Regions from separate parts of the Mus musculus genome. Here all the other regions are linked to region 1. A link is a contact called in public HiChIP or PLAC-seq data. All regions are on one chromosome and are shown on one strand. The core of a region is the stretch at or near the end of the contact, and the rest is flanking DNA. Distances in the headings are between cores, read along the strand shown.

Region 1 (4,651 bases), core at 2,140-4,639:
GACACTGTTGCCAAAACCACGATTGTAGAGCTCATATTTGGAGTGCCTCTTTGTGCTGCCGCGGCCTTGTGTCACCAATTTCGAGAAGGTGTGGTTATGCCCTTTGACAGTTGGCATTTCTAATGTTTCAAATTAAAAATAACTGCCACATTTTCTCCTATAGCAAAAATTAGGTTGGAATTGCCACAGAAGTTAAATGGCATCTATCCAGATATTTCTGCCAGCACCGCCAATTAAGCATTCTCACTCCCAGAGACTCATGGGATAGTAATTTGCCAACATTTAGGACTTGCTGTATTTCAGTGTTTTGACTAAATATAAAGGAAACATTCTTATTTGGAAGTCTTTTGTAAAATGGTAGTATAACTAACATTAATACTTGATAGATGACCAAAGGGGAAAATTCAAAACGCACGGAGATGCCTGGGATCTGTTCTTAATGGATAATTGACAGATTTGACTGACTTTCTTTCTGCTCATCATTAATAATTAGTGCTGATAAGAATATTCTAAGGGAAATGCTGATTTGTTCATAGGCAAGATACAGAGGCTTTCTCTTCTAGAGTCTTCTCCAGAAAGGATAACTTTATGGTTATTCCCACCTTTGTATGTAAAAATTTTAGAAATGGCCAGACATTCTTGAGGAGGTCAAGATGGGAAGACTGAAAGTTTGAAGTCTGGTTGATTTAGGAGAAAAATATAAATGTATATATGTCCTTAGAATTTTGCTTAATAAACTCCTCAGAAGCCTCCTGTCTGTACGGGGGACTCATAATCCCTTATACAATTCAAGCCATGCAGTAAAGTTAGTGGACTCTGAATCTGAAATGATAGACATCTGCTATACCTCTTAATTCTCTGGTAATGAACAATAATAGCATTTGACCTGCCCAAATAAAAAATAAATAAAAAAGTTGGTCCATGCTTTAAGAGATAGAGTTGGGTAGTCAGAAAATATTCCTAACAACAGTTTCTAAGGAAGAAGTCACTTTGAACGCCAATGTCCTTTTGTTTCTTAGCTCATTGTTTGAGGCACAGTCTCTACCCCAATGGTGTCAATCACAAAACCAGATCTAAATCTGATTCATTGCATGGAGCCCTTGTGGTGGCTCGAGAAGTGACCCCCATAGGGTCAGGCATTTGTACACTTGGTCCCCAGCTGGTGGAACTGTTTTGGGTGGTTATGGACCATTTGGGAGGTGGAGCATATCACTAGGGACAGGCTTTGGGGGCTTCTCTCTAACCCGGCTCCCTGCTCCTTCCTGCCTCCTGCATGTTTATGAAAATGTGATCAACCAGCTTCTGCCAGCCAAACCAGCCTTGCCACGCCTGCCAGTCAGGATGGATTCCATCCCACCAGCACCATAAGCCATAATAAATCCTCACTCCTTGTGTTACTTCTGCTCATGCCATCTCATTACAGCAACAGAAACGTAAGTAATACAGCTAGATCACAGAAACTCCACTCCCTCTTATCATGACTTGAACATTATAAACATTTTTAAAATATTTTTCTTGTAGAAATTTATCATCTAGCTTATGATGTGCCATAGTTAAAACAATAGGTCCAAAGAACTTTGTGTATACAAAAATACATATAATATTTCATCAATCTAATTATTGATTACATGCTGGAGTAGTAATATTTTTGATAAGCTGGATTAAATAAAAAAGTCTTTACAAGAAATTTTACTTTTAGGGTAACTATTGGCTTTTCAGTCTCTACTTAGGTAAGTTTAATTTATTTCATTTTTACTCTTTATTGTACATATTAGTGGTATATAGACTAATATTTTAGTACATGTACATAATGTATAATGATCCAATCAGGGAACTGTAATTCCATTTACTGATACATCCTTTTCTCATTGTTTCACCTGTAATAATTGTACATATTTATGAGGTACATTGTGGCTACTGGCAGAGAACTTCCATTCTCATGAAATCCAAAGACTATGCCTACAGAAGTGTCTCAGCATAATAAGACCATGTACATATATATCCAGGTGCCAGAAAGATGCCAAAATTACATCATTTTCTGTTTGTTTGTTTGTTTGTTTGCAAAAGAAGAGAAATAAAAGCCAGATATTTACATAGGCCTTCAGCTGTAGTTTTTCTTCAACACTGTAGCAATGTCATAAAGTAATATTTTTTTTAATCTTGGAAACATATAACTGAGATATATGTATTAAAAAAGAGAGATAAATTGGGCCAAAAATTGTTAGGTAAATAACGCTTTATTTTCAACAGAAGGCATGGTGTGTGGAGAATTAAATTAGAAGTCCATAACCTGGTCAGGAAGGCAGAACTCATAGATTAGATTATTAAGGAAGATGTTTCCTTGAAGAAAACAATCATCTTTGAAGACATAGCAGATTTGAGAAGATTAACAAGCTTGAAAAGAAAGATTTCTGTAGCTAAATGAATCACTCGGTGATATAGACCTCCTGGGTTCTGTGACCAGCTCTATGTATTCGAATACTTTATCAGTTAGACTTTGTTTCTGTCTCTGTCTCTGTCTCTGTCTCTGTCTCTGTCTCTGTCTCTGTCTCTGTCTCTCTCTCTCTCTCTCTCTCTCTCTCTCTCTCTCTGTGTGTGTATGTGTGTGTGTGTGTGTGTGTGTGTGTGTGTGTGTGTGTGTGTGTGTGTGTGAAGGTCTACATGGGGCTAATGTATGTGAAGGCCAGAGGTCACCCTCAGGTATTATTCCTTAAGTGAAGGCCATCTACCTCACTTTTGACATAGCATCTCTCACTGGCACCTGAGGTACTCCATCCCAGTAGGTGAAGGTGACTGACCAGGGAGTCTTAAGGATCTGCCTGACTCCCTCCGTGCTGGGGTTACAAGGATGTGCTACCATGCCTGTCTTTTTACCTGTGGGTTCTGGAAATGAAACTCCTCTCATTGCTCTTGTACTGTGACTATTTCACCAGCCAAGCCATCTCCCAGCCTCTGTAGACTCGGGGAGATAACAAGTGTACTGCAGAAGTATAATCCCCAACGATGTGTAGATGACTTTTTCATTTGCACACGAAGCTCTCAGCTACATCTTAGGGAGAAATGGCCCTTTGAAGTGGTTTTCCCCCTCAAGTCTCAAAACAAATTCTTTCATTTAAGAAAATGCCATGAAACCCTTAGATGTGCAGAAGCCTCGACACCAAGCTCTGGCCACTTCCTAACTCAGAAAATTACATTGTGATTATCGATGTTCTCTTCTGGTGGCTCTATTTTCAAAAGACAAATGACTCTGGTTGGAATCTAATTTCCTCTTAGAATTAATGTTGCAAAATTAATGGGCCACCTGATCAAGTTTCAAAGGGTAAATAAATGACCATCCTCCATATAGGTCAGGGTCAGCGGTGACTCCAGTGTGAGTCACAAGACTGAGTGAGCACAAGCAAGTGGTCCCTGTGGCTTAGAAGCCAGGAGCAGTCGTGAGGGACCGGCGGGAGCAGCTGGGGAAGCTGTTCTTTTTCTCCTAATCTACTCAACAGTTTCAGCTTCCAGGAATCGTTAGAGCTGAGGATGCTACAGGAAGGCAGCGGTGTAGCTTCACAAACATCCTAGCATTCCTGGGACATACACACCCCGGTGTAAGTTTCTGTATAGGGAGAGCCAGGTTTTCCAGACCTGGCACAGTGCCTAGCACGAGGATTGAGCTCTCTGGGTGGATTAAAGGAACGATGGGAGGGAGCGAGGTGAGAAAGAGAATGAAGGATAAAGGAGAGAAGGTGGTGAGAGGAGAGGAGATGAGAGGAAGAATAGAGAGAGACATGTAGAGAGAGCGAAGGTCAGGCCTCCCACAGAAACGCCCATGAACTTTGCTTGTGAATATCAATGCAAAAATACTCAATAAATTTCTCACAAACTGAATTAAAAAACGCATCAAAACCATCATTCACCATGATCAAGTAGGCTTTATACCAGGGCAAGGTTGGTTCAATGTACGAAAATCCATGTAATCCACTATATAAACAAACTCAAAGGATTAAAAAAAAAACCACATGATCATCTCATTAGATGCTGAAAAGGCATTTGACAAAATAAAACGCCTCTTCATGTTAAAAGTATTGGAGAGATCAGGAATTCAAGGCCCATATCTAAACATAATAAAGGTAATATACAGCAAAGCTGCAGCCAATATCAAACTAAATGGAGAGATGCTTGAAGCAATCCCACTAAAATCAGGGACAAGACAAGGCTGCCCACTCTCCCCATATCTATTCAATATAGTACTTGAAGTTCTAGCTAGAGAAATAACACAACAGAAGGAGACCAAGGGGGATACAAATTGGCAAAGAAGTAGTCAAGGTATCACTATTTGCAGATGGTATGATATTATACATAAGCAACCCCCAAAATTCTACCAGAGAACTTCTACTGCTGATAAACAACTTCAGCAAAGTGTCCAGATATAAAATTAAGTCCCATGAATCAGTAGCCTTCCTTTATACAAATGATAAATGGGCTAAGAAATCTCATGAAACCAAAACAAGAAAAGGCGGTTTGAAAATTCTTGTATACTTGAGGGTCCTTGTTACCATCCTGTAGGCCAGAAAAGGTGAGTGAATTTCTTCATGACATTTTAGTGGTCACAGTGAGCTTTCCCCAAGGACAAGATCCAAGAATTTATATTGTTGTAAGCTTCTTA
Region 2 (4,655 bases), core at 221-2,720, 290 kb after region 1:
CGAACATGCGACAGGGTTTCAGTTGGTCACATCAATAATTTTGGGGGAACCCTTATTGATATAGTTTTAAGTAAGCTTATATTCCTAGGATTAAAAAAAATGGACTCTTACTGGTACATCTGAGAGCAGTGTGACCTTCACTATGCATTCTTTGTGTATGGTTTGGTGGGAGAAGCCAGGCTCACTTAACATTTAGATACTGCTCATGTGAGAGACCAAATTATTTCCTTAGCCCAGCTGGACATGCAGTTATTATGCCTCACCTTTAACCAGTTATTAAACTATTGGAGTAGAAAGAGGACCTGCTCTCACTGTAGGCTTGTCTGCTTTCCAGTTATCTTCCGAGGTATGTGTTCTCTCTTCATTTCAAGGAGCTACGGCACATTTTACAAACATCAGCAGGCCGTGTGAGAGTCTAGGAGCAAGGTCTTCGCTTAAACCCTCACCTTTGTAATGTAGAATTGAACGATCTTAGCCGTAAATGATATCTCTAGCTTAATCAAAGCGGAATGACATATATCTAAGTCATACGATCAGTTCTCAGAGAGGGGAAGACACAGGGAGGGGCTAGTCGTGTCCATCGCTCAGTGGTAGAGCCTTCCGTGTGAAAGGCCTTTAGTTTGATCCCCAGCACCAAGCAAGCAAAACAAAGCAGGTAGACTGGCAACAGACAAGAAATGTCAAGCAAAGGGATTGTTACTACTGATTCTGAAGGCGTTCAGAACAGTGGAAATTCCGTGTTCATAGTGGGAAAGAGGAGAGAGTTGAGAGTGTGAGCCTGGACTTCTGTGTTTGCTCCCCTACCCCTGCCCCCAGATGCCCAGGGCATTTTCAGAATGATGTCACAGCTGGAGAAAAAAATGTAGAGAACATATAATGTTATTGAAAATATGTGTTCGCGCTACTGTGCTAATAATAGGGTGATTGAAAGAAGAGTCTACCCACTTATCGAAGGCCTGGGAGAGCCTGCGCCCTTAAGTGGATCCACTTGGAATATTGAAAGTCTGCCTTTCAGCAAATGGAATTCGCATTACGGTTCAGAGGCATGTGTTTAGAAAATATCAGGGAGGTTTCAGATGAGTCGCTGGCCGAGCGGGTGGGAAGCCAAGAAGAAAGGAAGACCCCAACAGCCAGGCCCACGCCCACCTGCCTAGCAATAAGCTTAGTTCGTAGGATCTAGCTGGGTTGCCAGAGAACATGTCCCCATACTCCTAGGCGTCTAAGTGGGTCTTTTTGTCATGTTTGGCTATGGAAGTTTCGAAGACTATTTAATGGACTATTCCAGTGACATTTTCCCGTAGGGAGTTGCATGGTGGCTTTGTGACGACCGTGGCAGCCAGTTGATGATGATCAAGAGTGGGGTTCTGAAAGCAGCGTGCCTGCCTACCTTGGTGGTGCTATGTGCTGGTCGCCTATCCCTCTTTGGCCATTTCTGTTTTGAGTGGGTGACTAAGAGGTGCTGGTGTTTACCTGAGGAACAATGGACTGTTTCCCCAAGGCGTGGAGTGTTTGCACTCTGCTGTCTGATTCGTGCCAGTGTGCACTTGAGTTTGCATAACCGCCCCCCCCCCCCAGGAAAACAGCAGCACCCAAGGCGAGGCTGGTTTCCCATACCCTGGAATGAAAAAAATTAATCAGATGCAAAAAATTGGATTATATTTGACTTGAGCAGGCTCTCCTCTTCATGAGGGGTAACGAGTAATTAAAACTCAGGAGGACTAATTGACCACTTGACCCAGTTATGGTTTCTATATATAATGTTGGTCTTGAGTTTTTATGGTTTAAATTTTTCATGTCAATACCAAGACAAGTGAGCTGTCGGTGTAATAAACATGGTTTTATCTCATAATTTCACTTTGTAGTCACAAAATATGATTTTATTTTGATTTTTCATGCCATCAAAGCCTGCTGGATATTCCCCAGCCCAGCCCACCCCACCCTCTCTCACTCTCTTTCTCTCCTTCTCTCTTGCGATTTGCTTCCCATTAGAAACTGAAGAAATGACTCTCACTAATTCTCACAATTAGCCCTAATCTCCCTGGTTGAACCTTATCCTTTAAAAGTTGCATTATGCTTTATGGAACGATCTTAAGACCCGACTATTTCATTTTTCATTTTTTTAAATGTGCCTAAAAATATGCCCTCAGAGGCCACACACTGGCCCAGAAGGTCCTGGCCTTCCAACACATCCACATTCCGTAAGGTCAGTTTGGGATTCTGTCAGTGATGGCTTCTCGGAGGGGCCTGGGTACTCCGTGTGGGATAAAGGGTAGAGATGACATGAATGGACACCCTCCTTTCTTGTTACCAGATGCCAGATTTTGAGGATTGTGACCCTCACAGAAACTGCCAGTTAACCAAGGAAGGATTTTTCTCTGTTCCAAGAAATGGATCTGTCTGGGAGCTGGCTGATGCTCAGCTCTAACCTCAGGTTCAGCCTGTGACTGGGAAAACCTGCCTGTCTGGCTTCTAAGCCCTGGCTGCCTGCTGGCCCCTGTGAAAACCTGGTGAAGGCAGAGGAAGCTCCTGCCTGCTTCCTCCATGACCATGGCTTCCGCCTGCTCTCCTTTAGATCAGCTCGGGTGTATCTCCTCATAGGAATGTTTCTCCCTTTGATTCCCAATCTGCATGTTGATTATCTGTGGGGCTCTACAAAGGAAGGAGAGATAGCTGCTCCCGGTTGGGAGTTTAGGGTGGGGTGAAAATCAGACGGGATCTTGGGAGACCCTCTCTGAAGTCCAGAGATTAGGAGGGCGCTCAGGAGGCTGCCCAGAACAATGCATGCTTTAGTCACAGGGCCTGAGATTATCAGTCATCTCCGAGTTCAGGGTCAAAAAGAGATCTCTTTCATGAGGGAGGTCAATTAGCTGAGCCTTTTTCTCGGTCTGTAACTTGCTCCCATGAGCTGGGGTGTGAGGTGACAAACATTTAAGAAACCTTGGCAGTGACATCTGCAAACACCCATTTCCTGCTGGGGTGTTTCACCAGCTGCCGAAGACTTGATCCATCAGTGAACTTAGCTTTAACGATGCCTGTCACAGGGAAACAGATCACGCAACTACCAAACATGACAACAGCCGTGTGGCAAATGTGAGGAGGGAGACCAGAGCCAATGCTCACTTGTTCCAAGTTGGTGATTCTTTAAATCTCTGGAAGCTGTCATAGATAATTCTGAAAATCCCCCCAAAGATTTCCTAAGGTCCAAAAAAAAAAAAAAAATGCACACGGGCCCAGATTTCTATAGTGCAGCTTAGTTTCGGGATTGTTTATGGATCTTCCTGGGACGTGCAGATACTAAAACGTGCGAATCTGGAACGTGTCTTGGACTGCTGAGGGTCAGTTCAATGCCAAGTCTTAAACACAGCCCATACTCAGAAGATAAATATACATGAGGACCCACAAGGTTGACATTTTCCTGTGCTTCTCTGTTGTGTGGATGGCGGTGATATCTGTAGACTCAGGACCTGGTTGGTAGAGGGTAGGAAGGTATAGCAATTTAAAAGGCCAGGGCAGGCATCCGGTGGACCACTAGGCATATGGCTGGATGTAATCGTCTGTGTGGGAGCGAAGCCACCATTGGCAGAGCAGTCTCTTCCCTAGTGACTGTCAGTCCTGGCTGCAGTGACATGCACGCACATCCCCAGAAGACCAGTAGTCTGCTGCTTGCCAGGAACAGGTCTCCTTTCTTAGTGGAATCTGCTGTTTACGCTGACATCCTGGCAGCTCAGAACTTGCCCAGTTTGTGCTTTTCTGAAGTGAAATTCCTTCCTGGACTCTCACTGTTGATGTCCCCACCCCCACCCCACTCCCCCATCTTCCTCCCCCCCCTCCCCGCCCCCAGACATAATATTTATCCCGTCACAGTCTGGGCTCCTTCATATTTGTGTAGTGTCGGTTTCTTTAAGCATTTCCATTCCGCTTTTACGTGATTTGGGGTACAGTGTGGGATGTTGTCTCTCTCGGCTGAGCGGAAGGCTGTGGTGGAGACGCGTTGCGGGAAGGATAAACTGTTCTGGCGCTCCAAAAAGGGAGGGCCGCCTTGGTGTGCGGCTTTTCCGGGAGAGTTGGTCTTAGTGACTCATGATGTTATCACAGGATTCATATCATTCTCTATTTGATCACAAATTCATAGAGGAAGAAGAAATCCAACTGCCACCCCTAGGGATGTTTCTCGGAGAGCAGTCCATGTAAGCACTAGAAACTGATTGTTGGGTCTCCTAGGGAGAACAAGAAGAAGGAAAAGGTGTGCGCTATGTTAAAATCCAATGTCCACTTTTCTTCCATTTTCTTTCTGTTTTTTTTGGTTCACGGTTTGTAATAGCGCATGTAGTAAAGTCTGTTTTCTTCGGATTTAACTACAAACAAACAAAAATAAAATGGTACAAAACAAAAATAAAAACTAAGCAAAAGCCAACAAAACTAAGGGAAGCCTGGGCCCCTCAGAGAACAAGCCCCGGCCGGTCCTAGCAAACACTTCCTTTCCACAGCAGGCCAACAAGCTTCACCCCAGAACCAACAGCACTGACTCAGAATCTGCCTGTAAGGATCAGGTTTCCCCTTCTCTTTATTCCACAATAAGAGGGTTAGCAACACTTTCCTCAAGCAAGCTTCTCCCTGTCCAGCTTAAAGCGTGGGGTGGCCGGAGCCTCAGCAGG
Region 3 (4,760 bases), core at 602-3,101, 310 kb before region 1:
TGTCGCAGGCCCTCAATAAGTGATTGTGTATCGAAGATGTTTGCTCTCCTCAAAACCAGTCGCCACAAATCAGCATCAAGTCAGGCCAGGCAAGAAACATTCTATTTTTAGTAGAGATGGCTCATTATGTTTGTCTGTGTCACTGAAACGTCTTAAATGAAAGAACAAACAAGCAAACAAACAAGCAAGCAGAATGATCATAGGTGGGGACGCTTGTTTTGGACATTAGCTCCACCCCTGGTGTAAATATGTTACTTTGTAACATAATGTGAAGATTCTCCTTAAGTACTGAGTTGAGTGGCCACCACTGCCTGCATTTCTTACCTCAGCCTAGTGGTGTCATTCTCAGATTAATCTGAGAAGCATCGGAAGCAGGGGAAGTTAGCCTCCAGACTCTGCCTCTCCGCTTTCTTCCTTTAAGTGTGTGTGGGGGGGGGGTGCGGGGGGGGGATGGGATGGGGGAGGGGGGAGGGGTGTGATTCTGCAGGCAGCACCACACAATTTTTTTCTCATCTGCATCTTTAGAAATGACAGGTGACTGGGGGAATCTCAGTGGAATTTAGCGAACCAGGTCCATGCAGCCTGCAGAAACGGTGTCTTCACTTCTGTATGGCTGTGGGGTCGTCACGGCCACTTGTCTACCATGAAGAGGTAGGAAAACCCTTTGGACTTCAACTGAGATGCCAGTCCCATGGCCAGCTATCTCCTTGTATGTCCCTTTCAACTGAAAAAGACATCATGTGATAACAGTTTTTATTTTTTTCCTGTTAATTATATTTTCCCTCCATTTGTAACAGCAATGAATACACTTAGAGAGATGGACTCTTTTGTGCTACAACAAACAAGCAAGGACATAAAGTAAACAAATGTTTCATAAGAGATAAGCAAAAGCTGCAATTATTACCATATGTAGTCGGTTTGTCTATCACCTGTCTGCATATCACCTATCTGTCTGTCTGTCTGTCTATCTATGCATCTATAAATCTATCTATCTATCATACATCTATCTATGTATCTATCCAAACACAGAGGAGGGAAGAAAGGGGAGAAGGGAGAGGGAGGGAGGGAGGAGAGAGAGAGAGAGAGAGAGAGAGAGAGAGAGAGAGAGAGAGAGAGAGAGAGAGAGAGAGAGAGAGAGAGAGAGAGAATCCTTTAGGAGAAAGGATTTGTCACATTCTGTGTTTGTAAGCAACTTTACTATTGTAGACAGTCAGTGTATTATCACGATGGCCCCTGGTGTATGTGCCATTACTGAGTATTTGGGGGGTGGGTTCAGGTTCTAGTTCTGTAGCCCCAAGTCCTTGGAGCACCATTTCTTAAAGCATTCTGTTTTAATCGTGTTCTTATGTGATTCATAGAGTGAAGTAAAGTTTTAAGGTAAATCTTATTAGGATGTGACTATTCTAATTTGAACCAAACAGAAATTCAGTTCCCGAACTTCTCTGGTATGCGCTCAGCAGGAGACCTGTGAAGTGAGCAAGACCTCTGCCCCTCCCTCTGACAGGCGACAGGCCTTCCCTGGTGTCAAGGTTGCTGGTGGAGGAAATGAAACCAGGACAACAGGGACAAAGATCATATAGCTACAGAACAGCAAGAAACTTGAAGAATCCGTGGCTTGAGTCTCCCTTTCCTCAAGGCTTCCAGTGGGTCTCGCGGCTTGGTCCAGGCAGTTGATGGGGTGGAATGCTGAGTGTGGGGGAGACTAAGTCTAATACAACGGGCAGCGAGCATGCCTGTGTGTCCTCCAGGGGGAGACATTTCTCTTTCTCCCATGGCTGTGTGTTACCCAAAGCTAAGGTGGTCAGTGACACATTTGCAAGGCATGTCTCTGGGACACAGAGCAGAACAGGCTTGCAGAGCAGCTGCCCTCTGTGAGACTGAAGACCGAACGACTGTCTGTTTGCCCTCCAGTCCACACTGTCTAGAGGCCAACTGCTGCTCCTGGCCAGCAGCGCCTCAGGCCTTCCCATCACCACCCCAGAGAAAACCGTCAGAAGAGCATTGGCAGTTGTATGTTCTTACAGGAGGCCTGGAGTGTCCTGTAGGGACCACCGTAGGGACAATAAGAGCCAGGGACATAGCCTGGCACTTGAAAGATCTGCCACACTGCCCAGTTTGATTTTACGTTTCTCCCTTTCAGCCACTGTTTAGCTGTTCAGTTTACTAGAAATGTCTGTAGTTCTTAAGTGGCTGGTGGCCATTTTTCAAGGACTTTCTTTCTTGGTGTCATTCCTCTTAAAGAATGAACTGCGCAACCACATGCGTCTAGGAGGGTGGGCGAGAGAAAGGAGCAGGCACAGGATTCAAAGAAGTCAATTTAGCTACTTATTAACCGTGCCTGGAAATGTGAAGAGGAAAAGGTGGGAACTAATGACTCCAATGGGTGTTTGAAAAGAACTGGCTCTTTTGTTCCCAGCTCCGTGAACCCTCTCTTTGGAGAACCCAGAGCTGGTCCTCAGTCAATGAGTGTGGCAAGGATCATTTCAAGAACAAATTGAGGAAACGTAGGCACGGGTCTTTCATCGCCTTTTCGCGGTGATTAGATTTATTTACCTCCCTTGCTGGCCCCTTCTCTTTCATGCTTTCCAACCGCTTTAAAATCAAGAGTGAAAAATGAAACCGAGTTCCGGCTTTTAAGAAAATGAGAGAGGGTGGGGGCTGGGCTGGCTGACAGGTGCACACTTCCTGGGAGCCAGAGAATAGCAAGAAGTTTAAGAAAAGAACTGTGTGACCATAGCTGGCCTTGCCTGGGAGAAAGTCACTAATTGAAAGTCTGGCCAACGTTAAATGTGCTGGTGAAGTGCACTGATTTATTGGGACCAGTGTGGGGGAAAGGTCTGTGGAGCAAATTGAAAGAACAAACAGGGAAACGGTGTGTTTTCCTCGCCGAGAGATAGCTCCAAACGTTTGTAAAAATCACTTTGTATTTCAATCCCCCTGCAAAACGGTGAAAAGTTCTGGTTCCTAACTTCTAAGAGTTACTGTGAAAACCCTTACAACATCCCTAAGGTGTTCCTTCCTTGCGTGGGATCCTGTCATCCTCGTGACCGTGTGAGTTCGGGGGGAAGCAGAATTTTGTGAAAATGTTTCTCTACTTTAGACTTTTCTACAACTTTCTACCCAATTAGAGGATGTTAGTGGGGTTTGCTGCGTAGTGTGCTGGTATTTTGTGACTCGCAGGCGCTGATCTGTTTCCCTGGCTGTCTCACAGTTCATGAAGAAGTCTGCTCTAAAAAATGGCTTCTCACCATTCTGAGGGCCATCCCATCCCATCCCATCCCATCCCCCCCACCCCATCCCACCCCACCCCACCCCATCCCATCCCATCCCACCCCATCCCACCCCACTCCATCCCATCCCATCCCACCCCACCCTACCCCATCCCACCCCACCCCACCCCATCCCATCCCACCCCACCCTACCCCATCCCGTCCCATCCCATCTCACCCCACCCTACCCCATCCCACCCCACCCCACCCCATCCCATCCCACCCCACCCTACCCCATCCCATCCCACCCCACCCCATCCCATCCCACCCCACCCTACCCCATCCCATCCCATCCCATCCCATCCCCCCCACCCCATCCCACCCCACCCCACCCCATCCCATCCCATCCCACCCCATCCCACCCCACCCTATCCCATCCCATCCCATCCCATCCCATCCCACCCCATCCCACCCACCCCATCCCATCCCCTCTTCATCCTTCTCTACTGGGTTCTCAAGGCTTGCCCTGAGTCAGTTATGGGTATGCAGCATTTACATTGCCATTATCAGTGACAACATGCAGGGACCTTAGTGGCACTTGGGAGTTAGAATGCCTTCATCTTGGAGATGAGGAGACACAGGTCCACAGAGGTAAAGAGAAGCATCCAAGGCCTCGACGTGTTTATTTCATTGATTTCTAGAATCAAAAGTTATGAATCCCTTACTCCGAGGCTGCAAGACTCATTCAGTGTAGTACATCACAGAGTGGGAGGGAGGAGGGGGAGGGCTGCACAGAGTGAATGAGAAGTGTATGTGTAGCCACAGCTTGCTATTCAGGAATCTTTTCTCTGTGTTAAAAACGTCATCAAATTAGAAGTATAAGCATGCATCTTTGTCCTATTCGAGAAGCCTGACTTGCTGTCACTAGAAGTCATATTTGTCAGAAAATGGGCATCAACTTTTAGGACAAGATTTATTTCTGGTATTTCTCTCTTTCTCTCTTGCACATGTATGTGTGTTGTGTGTGCATATGCACATATGTATGGGCACATGCATAACAGTGTGTAGGTATATGCGTGTACATGCAAGTACACATGTGAAAGCCAGAGGTTGAGGCTGGTGTTTTCCACTATTAACTTTATCTTTTGAGAAACATTTGTCCCTGAACCCAGAGCTCACCGGGCTGTGGCCTGACACTGCACCCCTCCCTCCCTCCCCCTCCCTCAGCTGTGACAGGGTTGCAGACACCTGTGCCTGGCTCCCTACGTACATGCTGGGGTTCCAAGTGTTTATACGGCAGGTACTTTATGCCTTCTGCACCATCTCTCTCATTTCTACCCTGCTCTTACAGTCAGGTCTCTCATTGGCTGGGAGCCTGCCGATTTGATAAGGCTGGCTGACCAGTGAGCTCCAGGGATCTGCCTGCTCTGCTTCCACAGTGCTGGTGCCCAGAGCGTGGGCCATCGTGCCACATGGGTTCAGGGGATTGAACTCATGTCCTTCTGTGTGCCAAGCACTTCAGATATTGAGCTGTCTCCCAGCTGTGCTATC
Region 4 (4,334 bases), core at 723-3,222, 370 kb after region 1:
CGTCCCTTCCTCCCTTCAACTCCCCATACCGTCTCCCTCAGAACTTCATGTCCTTTAAGGTTTTGTGTGTGTGTGTGTGTGTGTGTGTGTGTGTGTGTGTGTGTTTATTAGTCGAGTGCAGGGATGTGTGTGTGTGTGTATGTTTATTAGTTGAGTGCAGGGAGTGCCACCCATATACACATAGGACTAGGGACATTCACTACCACAATCTATCCGCAGCCACTGTCACACAAAGTAAAGTAAGTATCAGGTCTAATTCACGGCTATATGATCCGGACTTCAACAATACAAGCTAGAAGGAAAGGTATTTATTTAATAGTACAGGAAAGAGAGGGGGGAAGAGAGAGAGAGAGAGAGAGAGAGAGAGAGAGAGAGAGTTCGCCAGGACCCAAAAGTGACCCTCTGCTGCCCAGTAGGGAAGACCAGAGAATGACAAACAACTGGCATAGAGTGAGCCTCAACTTGGCAAAACTCCCTCTAGAAACCAAGCCCCGAGCACAGGCCTCAAAAGCCTGTAATGTGTTCTCATAAACCTGGGCCAGAGAGGGTAGGTAGGGTCCCTGAAAGGAAGAGGCTGTCAGGCCCACAGCTTGTCAGCCGAACTTGACCCCTCTGTGGCTGATGTGCCTTCTAATCCCACCAGTGACAGCTTCGAGTTCTGGGCTTTCAGCCTCCCCCAGCCCGACCTGCCTAGCTGCTCAGCACACACACATGCGTTCTCAGCAGACGGGCCCTGTCTGTCTCTGTCCCTTGCAGACAGACAGACTCCACACCTTGTCTGAAAGGAGCTGCCACGTGAAGGTTTATCTTTCCTCCTCATTTCTCTTCTTCCTTTATTTTACCCTCTTCCTTTTCTTTTGGTTAATTAATGTCTAGCTGCCAACCTGGGCGACAGACAGCGCATACTAATCTGAGTCACGCAGGAGAGCCTTTTAAGGCGGTCATTATCTGCTCAGGTTGTTTAATCCTTTGGGGGCAGTGGGAGGGGCCTGGGGTGGGACCTCTTTCATCCACATCAAGCTTTAGAGCCAAGACTCTGCGCTCTGTCAAGGTAGAGACTTAGCACCATAGAGGGAGAGACACTGCCAGTGAAAGTGGCTGAACCTTCTAATCCTCACACTTCCTACTTTTAAAGTCTCCCCATGAATGGGAGAGGGGGCAGTTGTCACCTGAATTGAGTGGGTGGGGGCGGCGTGCACCGGACTAGCCAAAAGAATAGAGGAGCCGTAGTTGGGTGATGTATAAATTCTGTGTGACTGCTGATGTGTAAGGAAAGAGGTTAGACAGGATTTAAAAATGAAAACACGGGGAGCTGGTGAGGTAGCTCAGTGGTTAGGAACCTTTGTTGCTCTTCCCAGGCCCCCCACATTAGCCCGCTCACAGCTGCCCATAACTCCAACTCGAGGGCATCTCTCTCCTTCCTCCAGTGTCTGCAAGCACACACACACACACACACACACACACACACACACACACACACACACATGCGCGCGAGCACCTAACTAAAAATAAAATAGCTGTAAATGAGAACACGTATTCGAATAGAGCACTTGAATTTGAACATATCTAAAAGGCCCATGTCTTTTTTATTACAGAGCGTATACAAAGCGAGACAGGGAGGGATGGAAGGAGAAGGGGAGGAGGGAGAGAGAACCTGACCTCTCGTAGAAAGACGCCACACTATCTCAGATCTTCCACATACTCTGCCCCCAGCAGCTGAGACTGTAACATTACTCCTGCGCTTATGCCCATGACAAATCACGGACTCACTCGGGATTCCGGTAACGTGGTACCATTACCACATTACCATGTAAGAACTGGGACAGACTGGCAGAGCATGTTCAGACACGGCTCTGAAACGTGGTGACCTCTCCTTCATTTTTTTCCAGTGGATTCACCTTTTTTGTCTCAGGACAAATGAAGCAAGAGGGATAATGGGCAGAGTCACTTGTTTGTGTCCAGTGTATTGCATCAGATGACAACAGGCCGATTGTGTGTGTGCCTAATGCTCTCCCTCCTGCCTCGGCTTCTCCCTAGACTGTATAAATCTAACTGGAAAAAAAAAATGGAGTAGAGCTTCCTGTTAACTCTCAAGCATGTCATGGCTCTCTGTAAGCAAAACAAGTGACACAGAGTTTGCTCATAGAGGTCCCCGGTGAGGGCGCAGAGATGAACCCTGAGGAATGAGGTGTGGCCTGCTGGCTGGAGGAGAGGCTAGAGGGCAGCCTACCAGGGCAGCCTACCAGAGCCACTGTTGGTTTACAGCCTTTGCCTGCCCACATGTCTGACTTGCTTTGAAAAGATTAACAGGAGTGTTTGTTTGAAAGTCAGACTCCTGGTTTCCTCATTAGTAGAGGGATTTGCTGCAGACTTGGGCTGTGCTTATAAACTCTAATTACCTCTCTGATGAGGAGTCTATTTCTCTCACATTCAGCCCAAATGTACACAAGAGTTCCTTTTGTAAAATCGTGTTAGAGCAATAAAAGATTATTGAGAGGGGGTGGAGGGGGAGAGGGAGAAACAAGAACACAAGCCCGAGCTCTCCGTGCTGAAATAATAGGCTTGGAACAGAAAGAAGTTGATCACAGCCCATGCCTTCCAAAAAAAAAAAAAGATTAATCCACCCGGGTAGCTTTCCTTTCAAAGGAAGCTTTTCGATCCCCTCAAGTTTCTCTCTAGCAGGCTCAACTCTGTACCTGAATTTGAGAATTTAACATTTTGAACACTTAGTTCGTGCCTCTGCCCTGTGTTGTTGCTGCTGCTGAGCCGTGCTGGTGCGAACAGTATAGTCGCAGCCTGCCCTCCTCTGACTGACAGACACAAGCTACCCGAAACACCGTCCTAACTCACTGTGGCAGCTGGTGGGCGGATGTGCATCCCTTCCTAACCATTCTCAGTTATTTCGCAATGTCTGGAGATTCTTTTGGATGTCAAAGTAGCGGGCAGGGGGTCGGCAGGGAGGCCACTAGAGGCATCTTGTGGGTAAAGAAGGAAGATGCCACCAAACAGTTATCAGTCTCCAAACACCCGCTAGACATAATACAGCCCAAAGATGCCAGCAGTGGCACTTTTGGCAAGGGAACCCTCCTGTCCCTCCTGTCCCCTGGTCTGCCTCAAAGGCAGCATGCACACGTGCCAAGTGCAGAGGGAGCCGGTGAAGCAAGGGCAGTCTGTAGAACTGTAAATTCAAAATGAATCTTGTAAAGAAAGTCTGTCATTTCTGGACAAAACAAGTTTTGCTATCCATTTGTGTTAGAAGCTAGTGAGTGACACAGCAGCTGGAGCCATGACTCAGTGGTTTAGAGCATGCACTGCTCTGGGGGATGTTGGCACCCACTTCTAGCCTCTGGGGGCACTGCACACACACAGGCTCATAACCACACAAGCATAATCACAAGTAAAATTACCTTTAAGAAGAAAACAGTGACTCAGGTCTTAGATAAAGACGAGACATGAAGTCAAATGTCTAAGGTTACTATAGATGGGAACAAGTCAGAAGGCAGAGACAGAGGCAAGTGATGTGTCAATCACCGACATTCACGTCGTCCCTACCACAACACGCACTGCACCTAATAATAGGAAATTAGCCAACTTTCAAGGGATCAGAGTCTACAAAAATGACAGTTTTCTATTATCCAACCTGACTACTAAGTGCAATGACATAATATTGTTATTATAACATACTTAACATATAATATTCTACTATCAACATATCAGTGGATGCATGACCTCAGTTATTTTAATGTTATGCCATTGTATATTGTTATATTAATATTGTTATGCCAATGTACTGATTATATTAGCAATATACCAGTCAGTATTGATGCTTTCATTAGAGGATAGGCTTTTTTTTCTCCCCCAGTAAAGGACCAAAGAGAAGTTGTTAAGCTTTGGACACTCTGTTGTCCTGGTCACTCAACAGCAATAGGAGCTACTTAGCGCCCATGAAAGTGCACACAGGTGCCAACTTGTGCTATAGGTTGAAGCTATGTCGCAACAGAGTAGAAATACAATTTTTGTGTGTTTTTATTTTTAGTCTTACAACCATTTGAAAAGGTAAAATTCATTCTTAATTCCTAGAACACATAAAACTTCTCCCCAGCCAGACTTAGCCAATGAGCTACAGTTTGCCAACCTGGGATCTAACATTTATGTGTATTGGAAACTTTACACTACAGTGTGTGTGACAGGTACCTATATGGTACATATGCTACGGCGTGTCAGGATACATACCATATGCCGCCCACCACTCCCTGCAATGCATCTGCCATTGCTCTGTGTCACACTGTTTGACATCTGTCATGTCAAACATGCTGGGGGAAGCCCACTTCTTG

What was found. HiChIP or PLAC-seq counts read pairs in DNA pulled down with a chosen protein or histone mark.
Region 2: an HNF4G HiChIP or PLAC-seq map of pancreatic cancer cells shows a contact between it and region 1. The contact joins two enhancer-like sites. A contact is called at or near these places in 4 of 15 datasets of contacts at CTCF or cohesin (CD8 T cells, the NIH/3T3 cell line and stem cell-derived epiblast-like cells), 8 of 484 Hi-C or Micro-C datasets (CD4 T cells, cerebral cortex, epidermal suprabasal cells and 4 more), 23 of 115 datasets of contacts at active chromatin or transcription factors (the 230-238 cell line, the NIH/3T3 cell line, the SCID.adh cell line and 18 more) and 3 of 9 other capture datasets (adipose tissue, embryonic stem cells and pancreatic islet).
Region 3: a FOXA1 HiChIP or PLAC-seq map of pancreatic cancer cells shows a contact between it and region 1. The contact joins two enhancer-like sites. A contact is called at or near these places in 1 of 15 datasets of contacts at CTCF or cohesin (large pre-B cells), 3 of 484 Hi-C or Micro-C datasets (granulosa cells, myocytes and nephron progenitors) and 2 of 115 datasets of contacts at active chromatin or transcription factors (large pre-B cells and pancreatic cancer cells).
Region 4: a FOXA1 HiChIP or PLAC-seq map of pancreatic cancer cells shows a contact between it and region 1. The contact joins two enhancer-like sites. A contact is called at or near these places in 3 of 484 Hi-C or Micro-C datasets (liver and myocytes) and 1 of 115 datasets of contacts at active chromatin or transcription factors (pancreatic cancer cells).

Annotation. Positions count from the first base shown.
Region 1 is chr16:92,978,544-92,983,194 of GRCm38.p6, reverse strand. No RefSeq gene overlaps it. Among named protein-coding and RNA genes, the nearest start is that of Gm41499, 24 kb to the right of the region's middle. Within about 2 kb of position 3,389, at least 32 of the 459 cell types and tissues checked have an H3K27ac peak or open chromatin away from gene starts, as enhancers often do. A contact at or near this core is called in pancreatic cancer cells, where this site is marked.
Region 2 is chr16:92,683,951-92,688,605 of GRCm38.p6, reverse strand. All of the region lies in intron 4 of Runx1 (runt related transcription factor 1), which reads left to right. Among named protein-coding and RNA genes, the nearest start is that of Gm30281, 76 kb to the left of the region's middle. Within about 2 kb of position 1,470, at least 28 of the 459 cell types and tissues checked have an H3K27ac peak or open chromatin away from gene starts, as enhancers often do. A contact at or near this core is called in pancreatic cancer cells, where this site is marked.
Region 3 is chr16:93,290,207-93,294,966 of GRCm38.p6, reverse strand. No RefSeq gene overlaps it. Among named protein-coding and RNA genes, the nearest start is that of Gm30588, 30 kb to the right of the region's middle. Within about 2 kb of position 1,851, at least 98 of the 459 cell types and tissues checked have an H3K27ac peak or open chromatin away from gene starts, as enhancers often do. A contact at or near this core is called in pancreatic cancer cells, where this site is marked.
Region 4 is chr16:92,607,324-92,611,657 of GRCm38.p6, reverse strand. All of the region lies in intron 7 of Runx1 (runt related transcription factor 1), which reads left to right. Among named protein-coding and RNA genes, the nearest start is that of Gm30224, 13 kb to the right of the region's middle. Within about 2 kb of position 1,972, at least 135 of the 459 cell types and tissues checked have an H3K27ac peak or open chromatin away from gene starts, as enhancers often do. A contact at or near this core is called in pancreatic cancer cells, where this site is marked.